3 separate regions of the Gossypium hirsutum genome follow, and all the other regions are linked to region 3. Evidence: chromatin contacts called from public Hi-C data. All regions are on one chromosome and are shown on one strand. The core of a region is the stretch at or near the end of the contact, and the rest is flanking DNA. Distances in the headings are between cores, read along the strand shown. Region 1 holds the start of LOC107913069 (RNA demethylase ALKBH10B). Region 2 holds the start of LOC107913198 (zerumbone synthase). Region 3 holds the start of LOC107913124 (LRR receptor-like serine/threonine-protein kinase ER1).

Region 1 (2,711 bases), core at 99-2,598, 180 kb before region 3:
TGGAAACGTTGAATATCTGATCAAACCTGGAAATATACATCATTTTGTTTGGTTAGATAGAAAATGAAGGAAAATGATTGCGCCTTTTTACACGAAAGAGAAAAGAAAAAAAGAAGGTATAAAGAGATTCAATTTCTCGCTTGATCAAACACTGTAAAAATTGAGATTCAAATGCCTTACGCCTCTCTGCCATTAGAACAGACAAAAAAAGGCGATATTTTTCTCTTGTCTTTTTGGTTGATTGATAAAAAAAGAAAAAAGCAGAAAGAAAGCAAATTTGAAGAATTCAAGTAACCAAACTGATCGAGATTGAAGACATCAACTGATCGATTGGCAATAATGGAAGAAAACAGAACCAAGTCCAGAGTTTTGGATTTTTCAAGCACAGTGAGTGTCGTAGGAATCCCAGTAACTTGGCCCGATTTTCCGTTGAAAATTCCAACAAGGAAACACCCAGAAAATAGGCAAGATCCAAAGGATCAATCAGAAATGAGTTCAACAGAGGAACAAATCGTAATGAATGTAAATATATATATAATTGAACAACAATCAAACTTTATAATAGAAAATCACTTTTTTCTTTTAGTCGTGAGGTTACCTGAATCAGTAATGTCACTGTCAGGGGAATCTTCTTCTTCCTCGCAACCAACCTCCCCATTTGCTTCATTTTCCACCACTTCCTCGGCGACTTTCTCTTCTTCTTTCACATCATCCAAACAACCGCCGTCTTCTCCTCCTCCGCCAACGCCACCTTCCATTTCCTCTTTGCCAATTCCATCTCCTCCTCCGGTCTTCTTGGCAGTCACCTTTTTCAGCTCCGCCGTCACATCAGCAATGGAGTGGTACTTCTGCATCTGCAACACAGGAATCCAATTCAAGCGCCTCCTGTGGATCGCCGCGAACACCGCCTCGTACTCGGATCCTTCACCGCCCCCTCCTTGAAGCTGCGCCAAATGACCGCAAAGAGCATCGATGATGGCATTGGCCGCCGCGAATTCCCCTCGGAACCAAGAAATGATCGTGTCCTTGGCCAAAACATCAGCAACAGCCGGCACAGCTTGCATCATCGGTACCACCGCTGCTGGCCCCATAGCTTGAACCCTTTCCCTCGGCGTCGCTGCCCCCGCCGCCATTGGCATCTTTACTGTCCACCCTTTCCCTTTACAAATTTGACTAAATAGGAGGAAGCCGGAAACAACTTATTTCTGGGCTTTCCGGATGCTCCGAAGAATTGGGTATTGGGAGAAATACCTGTCGGCCGATAATTCAGTTGATATTGTTGAGAGAAAGCAAGATGGGGGAAGCACCAATATGGGTTTTTGTTTTGTATTTTTTATTATTGTATTGGTGTTAGAGAAGGGGCAGAGGGTTATATATTTAGAGGAGCTTTTAGGGAGTGACTTGGCCGTACGTGTGGGTGGGCACCCCAGAAGGTGGTGACATGGCAGCCTCTGGGGATGGTGACGTGGCTTAACCAAGTGGAAGGAATGGAATGTGAAATTACCATTCCAGCCCGGGAATGAATAATATTAAAATGGTGCTGAGTAATTACCATCATCTATTGCTAAATTCAAAGACATCACATTTACTTTTAAATAAATAAATACTGTAGGAGAGGTTGAGAGTTTTGACTATGCTTTTTTTAGAGTTTAAAAAATCAAATATTTTTTCCTATATTTGATTATTTTCCCAAGTCCAACGCAACCACCTGAAGCAAGTACCATTAGCACATGCTTAATTCCGTAATTTACATCTTTATTTCCATCTCAATTTGGATGAGGGTGGGTTATGGTTTAAGTCAAACATAAAAAGGTAATTATGGCATTGGCAGGGCATCCATGCATTCATTATTTATTTCAATGTAATTTAATTTTCATTGTCCTTTCATATAATTTTTCTCAGGGTCTAGCAAGCAAAATTCTTGTCCAATGTTTGACAAATTGATCCCCATACCTAATTCCTTGATTATTATTTTTGGTAAAAAAGAAGGAAAGTTCCAACATTAAAGCCTGTTGAATTTCCTAACAAACCAAACTAGGGCTGCGCCAGGGTAGGTCCAAACATGCTAAAATTACCGCTTTACTTCCTTTAAGCTAAAATATAACGATATGTGAATCCTCCTTTCATCTTCTACTTACATTTACATTTTGATGGATTAAAAAATGGTTTCACCCTAAAATATACTAAACCTTCTATAGTTCAAATTTCATCCTCCAAAAATATTGGAGACTTGAACTCTTGTGTGAAATATAATTTAATACCATCCATGCCTTTACACCTACATGATTAATAAATCAATCACGTTTATCTTACTTGGCCTCTACTCCTATACCATCCCATTATTTACTTCAACCCAAATTAAAGATGTGTATATTAATTGTCTACAAAATCAAAAATAAATCATATGTTTTTTTATTCATTTTAGTCACATTGCAATCAGTCCAATTATAATTAAACACGTGGGAATACAGTAGTGAAGAAGAAAAATTAAAGATGATGACATCTCATGTTCTTATATGTTTGTGTTACATGACATTTGAAATTAATTTTATATTTTAATCATTATTTTTTTCATTTATGTTTGTGAATAGAGGAGTAACCAACCAACCAAAGCAAGTTGGCGAACCAAAGGGGGGGAGGGCGGGGCTAACAAAAATGATGGACATTGACGACAATCAAAAGGTGGGCAATGTTGTGTGGGTCCAACACTC
Region 2 (2,776 bases), core at 254-2,753, 150 kb after region 3:
GACCCGATGACCGGGTCGGGCGAGGGGTGTTACAGTGTTGATGCGGTTGAGTGAGGGGTGTTACAATGTTGATGCTCCAAACAAACCAAAGAGCATATAAGTACTAATCCTTAAGACACACTAGAGAGCACATACATGCTAAGCTCGAAGGTAACAAAGAATGCACACGAGTGCATAACTGAAGACAACAAAGATTGCATATAATATGTGTAAGACTCAAAGGCAACAAAACTCTATATCACAATAGAACTCCACATCTAATCCCTATTGGCATGTCAATCGTATCCTAACTATTTCACTAAGTTTATTAGGGCACAATAATAACCATAGATAACTTATTAATTGAGACCAATGACTTTCTTATACTTTAGGTAGAGGTATACTCAGAGTTCAGAGATCCAAAAAATTGAAATTATTATTTAACATTCATATGGAGACAGATTCATAGTTTTACAGTTCAGAGTTTTGATAGATAACTCATTGTCTAATTGCACAGATCAACACATTAACCAACTGTCATGTCTAATGGACTATGTTAAAACCAATTATCAAATATCTCATGAAATAATATTTTTGTTATAAAATTCTTGAGTAAAAACTAAAATGCCCTTATATAGTAAAATTACCATTTTACCTTTTTTTGCCTCAAACCGCATTTTTTCACAAGTAGGCACTTAATCACTCAAATTCCATAATTCACCTTTAGTGATTAGTAAGAATCCTTGGGTAGTTACATCCTTCTCTCGATAATAATGAGGAAATTTATAATTTAATCCATGTACTTTTAAATCTTTTCAATTTGGTCTCAAAAGTGATTTTCATCACACCAATACATATCCCAACTTATTCTTATGCCAACTTTTTAAAATTGCAATTTAGTCATTTTTGCTGAATTTGCACATTCACAATTCTTTCTATTGATTTCCATCTCCAACATCAATTTTCCTTTCATGAAATTCTTTGATCTGAATCATTTTCTAATATTTTTGGTATTTCATTGCATACGATCCTGGAATAGTACCAGATGAAATATCAAAATTCTGAGGTGTTAAGGGATAATATGTTATGTGTAAAAAAATTAAGCTTCCATGTTGGCTGAAAGCATGAAACCTTGTAATATATATAACTTATAAGTACCTAATAATAAATATTTCATAATATAAAATATGAATATTTTAATAATATAAATTAATCTACTTAATTTACCACCATCTACTCTTATAAATTTACTTCAAATTAAGTTTAATTAAATATTGCTTATTGTTACGTCTATATAAATAAATTTTAATTGTAAAAAAATTTATAATGTTTTATAACTAATATAATTTCTATGCTATTAATATTATTGACTTCGTTGATTCCTTTGCCGCCCCTCTTTTCTATTCTCTGTCATTTAATGAAACTAATTTCAATGACAAGAATGCCCTTCTCGTTTGACCGTATCCTAACTTGTCATACCTTGTATCATATGGTTCAATTAACTGGATTGGTTCAATCAATGGGGCATCTTTGGGAAACTCAAAAATATGTATTCCTCTTTTCTCTCTCTCTTGTCAAATGGTCCTCACTTGGCTTCTCAAAAATATAGCTCACCACATCCCCACCTTCCCCGTCTCTCTCTCCATCCTTAAAGAACACAATATTTCCCTCATAGAGAGCATGTTGAGGATTGGATTCAGGTTTGTGACTTTCTTCACATTTTTGGGTCTTTGTTCTTTTGTGCTATTCCAACTTATTTTTGAGTTACAGATTCATACAAAAAGAACTCAAATCATTTCACAATATTTTCTGGGATTCTTTTCTTCTTTCTTTATTTTCTGGAAGTGCAGCTTACTGTATTTAGTTTGCTACTACAGAAACATCATTAATGGCTTCATATGTAGAGCCTCACTTCCTCAGAGCTTTTATAACAGGGAATTATCGACACAAACCGGAAGGTATAGCAACGTTCTTCTTCCTTCTTTTTATTATTTTCACAGTGCTTTAAATTAAAGTGTATAATATTTGACCTTTTTTTTACTTTTAATTTTGGTGATTTGTTTTAAGTTGTTAGTTAAAAAGGAGGTTAACGCCATTAAAGCCTACAGAGGTATTAAAAAAGGCTAAAATCCCTAGACCCCATGGCCTTTGCCCCTAGATTCGACTTTACCTTTTTTAATTCCTTTATAATTAATAATCAAAAGCTTTTTTTAAATCGTCATTGATGATATTGATCCAATAATAAACAAAAAGTCTGGTCGGTGTCACTGTACTCTGAGAAGATCTTCCATGAAATATTAAAAAAAGGTTGTTTTTCTCTTTTGTTCTAGTGATCCCTTGGCTTTTACTGGAAATTCCATTTTACTTTTTAGCACAATTTGTTTCTAATTCAACAATGCATGTGATAGCTTTGGAAGATACCCCATGGAAAAGATCAGTAGCTTTTTTAATAAAAAGAAATTGGTTAATGTTTACTTTATTCTAATTCAACTATTCAAATGGTGTTTAGCAAAGCCAATCTCATAGATGGAAAAAAGTCTTAGAAAATTTTCCTCTTTTCAGTTTTGAGTCCGGCTCAAATTCGATGTAAAATGTGATTCTTGGATTTTCAAAGGCTATTTCTTTTATTATTTTCTGTTATTAGTTCCCTTAGTTGTGGATTTAATTTGTGTATTTTTATTCAGTTATTTTTAGTTTTTATATTTTTTTAAAATTTTAAATTTTAGTCCTCACCAAATAATAATTGTTAAATTTATTAAATAAAGTTTTTCCTTTTTCAAAATTTAATGTGTCGAAT
Region 3 (2,700 bases), core at 8-2,507:
CTCTCAAGAATGTCGATCCAGTCCCTCAACAATAGAAGATATTGTTTTCCGAAAGAGGATTTTGTCCTCCACTCTATGGAGAGCCATGTACAGTACACGCGAAGCGGCACCTCAACCGTACGTGGATGTACAACCACTCAAAGATTTCTCTCGAAAGAACTAATCCCTTCAACAAGCATTTAATTAGAATTTCTCATAATTGAAGTGAGGAGAAAAGAATTAATCAAAGAAATGATGATTTCAAAAGATAAAAAGGGAATTTTTTTTCAATGAAAAGGATTTATCTTTGGTTGAATATTGATTAAAGTAAACATGTCGGCTTGACTTGAAAAGTGGGAGGGTTTGGGTAAAATTGTAAGTTCAAAAAATGGACTTGGGAAAAAATAAAGCCCATTTAGAAAACGAATCAAGCCTCGAGTAAGGCTTTTTGGCATGGGCCTATCCAGGCCTGGGCCGAATTTGTAAAAAAAAAATCTACTGTTTTCTTGCTGTTTTATCATTGTTTTACTGTCATTTTACTATTATGTCGCTATTAATTTGTTGTCATTATTTGGATATTGTATAACTCTTATTTTATTATTCAATTTGCTACTATTTTAGAGATATTTGCTTGTTAAGTTGTACTTATATTAGTATTATTTAAGTATAAAAATTTTTTAATTTATTTTAAATTTGTTGAAAAATATTTATTTTAATACTTTTAGTGTTTTTGATGTATTATATTTTTTAAAAAATTATTATAAAAAAATAATACGGGAGGCTAAACCTGGATTTTAGTATTTTTATTCGGGTCTGATTTGAACAAAATTTTGAGCCATCTTTCGAGTCGAATTGAGTCCAAATCTATTAAGTAGGCCTAAATGTTTGTCAAGACCTGACCCGGCCCGACTCGTGGGCAAATCTAGATCCACGTAATGAAAAAATAAATAAATATTCTTTTTGATAGAAATAAATATTAGTTAACAATTAAAGTAAAATGTAAAATCCTAAAGTGAGACCTCAGCCAGTCAGCTTCGAGGCTCGTGGCTCATGGGTGTCCTTAATTGCATCTTCCCTCCTTACCTGGGGATGGTCACCGGTATGGTCACGTGATGTCTGCTTCGAACAACCGCCCTTATCTGCTGACATGTCTCCCTTACCTAGCTCCCCGTATTCCACGTAGGCTCGGACAACCGTTTATTACCGAACCTACCAACAATAAAGAAACAAAATCAGAACAGTAAATAATAACAATAAAGACTAATTAAATAATAATGATTAATAAAAAAAAAGAGAGACATAGATACACTCACGCCCTTTGTTAGTTTGCCAGTTCCATTCATTAGTGTTAGAAGTAAGCCGTCAATGCTCTGCATCTTCTCTTTGAAGCCAAAATAATGAAAAAGTAAACCAGCCCCATCATCAAGAAGAGAAAACAGAGAAAGCAAGCAATAAAGGAAGGAAGATTCAGAAGCAAGAATCCCACCAAAAAAATTTTAAGTCTTCTGTTCTTTCTTTCTCTTTGGTCTTTTGCTTCTTTTTCAAGCCAAATCTTTGTTTGCTTTTTATATATAATGTGTATATAATCTTTATATGCTGATTGATTCGCCATTAAAAGCTTTCACGGTTTTGTCCCACGAGAAACTGGTAGTCTTCTCTCACGAAAATCCACCTTCTCCAACCCAAAAGCGTTCTCTTTTTGTTCTTATATAAACCCCTTTCTTTTTGTTTTTTGTTTTGTTTTTTTTCTATCAATGGGTAAACAAGGAAGGAGAAGAATGGGTTCTTATGCTCTGTTTTTGATTGCTCTCTTTCTATGTAAGTTCTTTGCTGTTGCAATTTTGGACCCACTTGATTTTTTAGCTTTACAGTCCATTAGGAAGTCTCTGCATGATTTGCCTGGCTCTAATTTTTTTGCTTCATGGGATTTTACCTCCGATCCTTGTAATTTCGCCGGAGTTTACTGTGATTCCGATAAAGTGATAGCTCTTAATCTGGGTGACCTGCGTGCTGGTTCTCCGGGTTTAACTGGAAGAATAGACCCTGCCATTGGCAAACTATCTGCTCTTGCAGAGTTATCTATAGTTCCGGGTCGGATCTATGGTTCGTTGCCGCAGTCAGTCTCACAGTTAAAGGACCTTCGGTTTTTAGCGATCAGCCGGAATTTTATCTCCGGGGATATCCCGGCGACTCTTGGCCAATTGAGAAGTCTTAAGACGCTTGATCTCAGCTACAATCTGCTCACCGGAGAAATCCCTCGCTCCATCGGAACCTTGCCGGAGCTCACCAACGTTATCCTCTGCCACAACCATCTCTCCGGTTCGGTCCCTCCGTTTCTCTCCCAAGTCCTAACCCGGGTGGACCTCAAACACAATGCACTCACCGGCTCGCTCGCTCCGGACTCCCTCCCTCCTTCGCTCCAGTCCCTCTCTCTCGCCTGGAACCAGTTGACTGGGGCGGTTGACAGGCTTCTATCCCGGCTCGACCAGTTAAACTACCTAGACTTGAGTTTGAACCAGTTCACCGGTCCCATCCCCAGCCAGCTGTTCTCATTCCCCATTACGAACCTCCAGTTGGAAAGAAACTTGTTTACCGGTTCAGTCCAACCAGCTGATCAAGTGACAATCTCGACCATTGATCTAAGTCACAACAGGCTGTGGGGTCAGATATCACCAATGTTGTCAACCGTACAGAATCTTTACCTGAATAACAACCGTTTCA

Evidence for each region. A called contact is a pair of places that touch in the nucleus more often than the background predicts.
Region 1: a contact with region 3 is called in a Hi-C map of leaf, with 1.9 times the contacts expected there. The contact joins the promoter of LOC107913069 here to the promoter of LOC107913124 in region 3. A contact is called at or near these places in 2 of 34 Hi-C or Micro-C datasets (both in leaf).
Region 2: a Hi-C map of leaf shows a contact between it and region 3, with 2.4 times the contacts expected there. The contact joins the promoter of LOC107913198 here to the promoter of LOC107913124 in region 3. A contact is called at or near these places in 2 of 34 Hi-C or Micro-C datasets (both in leaf).

Annotation. Positions count from the first base shown.
Region 1 is chrD08:11,000,909-11,003,619 of Gossypium_hirsutum_v2.1, forward strand. LOC107913069 (RNA demethylase ALKBH10B) reads right to left here and starts at 1,349. Exons shown (of 7, transcript XM_016841515.2): 1 at 599-1,349. The coding sequence starts at 1,139.
Region 2 is chrD08:11,332,166-11,334,941 of Gossypium_hirsutum_v2.1, forward strand. LOC107913198 (zerumbone synthase) reads left to right here and starts at 1,504. Exons shown (of 3, transcript XM_016841706.2): 1 at 1,504-1,679; 2 at 1,857-1,937. The coding sequence starts at 1,558.
Region 3 is chrD08:11,183,273-11,185,972 of Gossypium_hirsutum_v2.1, forward strand. It overlaps LOC107913124 (LRR receptor-like serine/threonine-protein kinase ER1), which reads left to right and starts at 1,258. Exons shown (of 1, transcript XM_016841592.2): 1 at 1,258-2,700. The coding sequence starts at 1,734.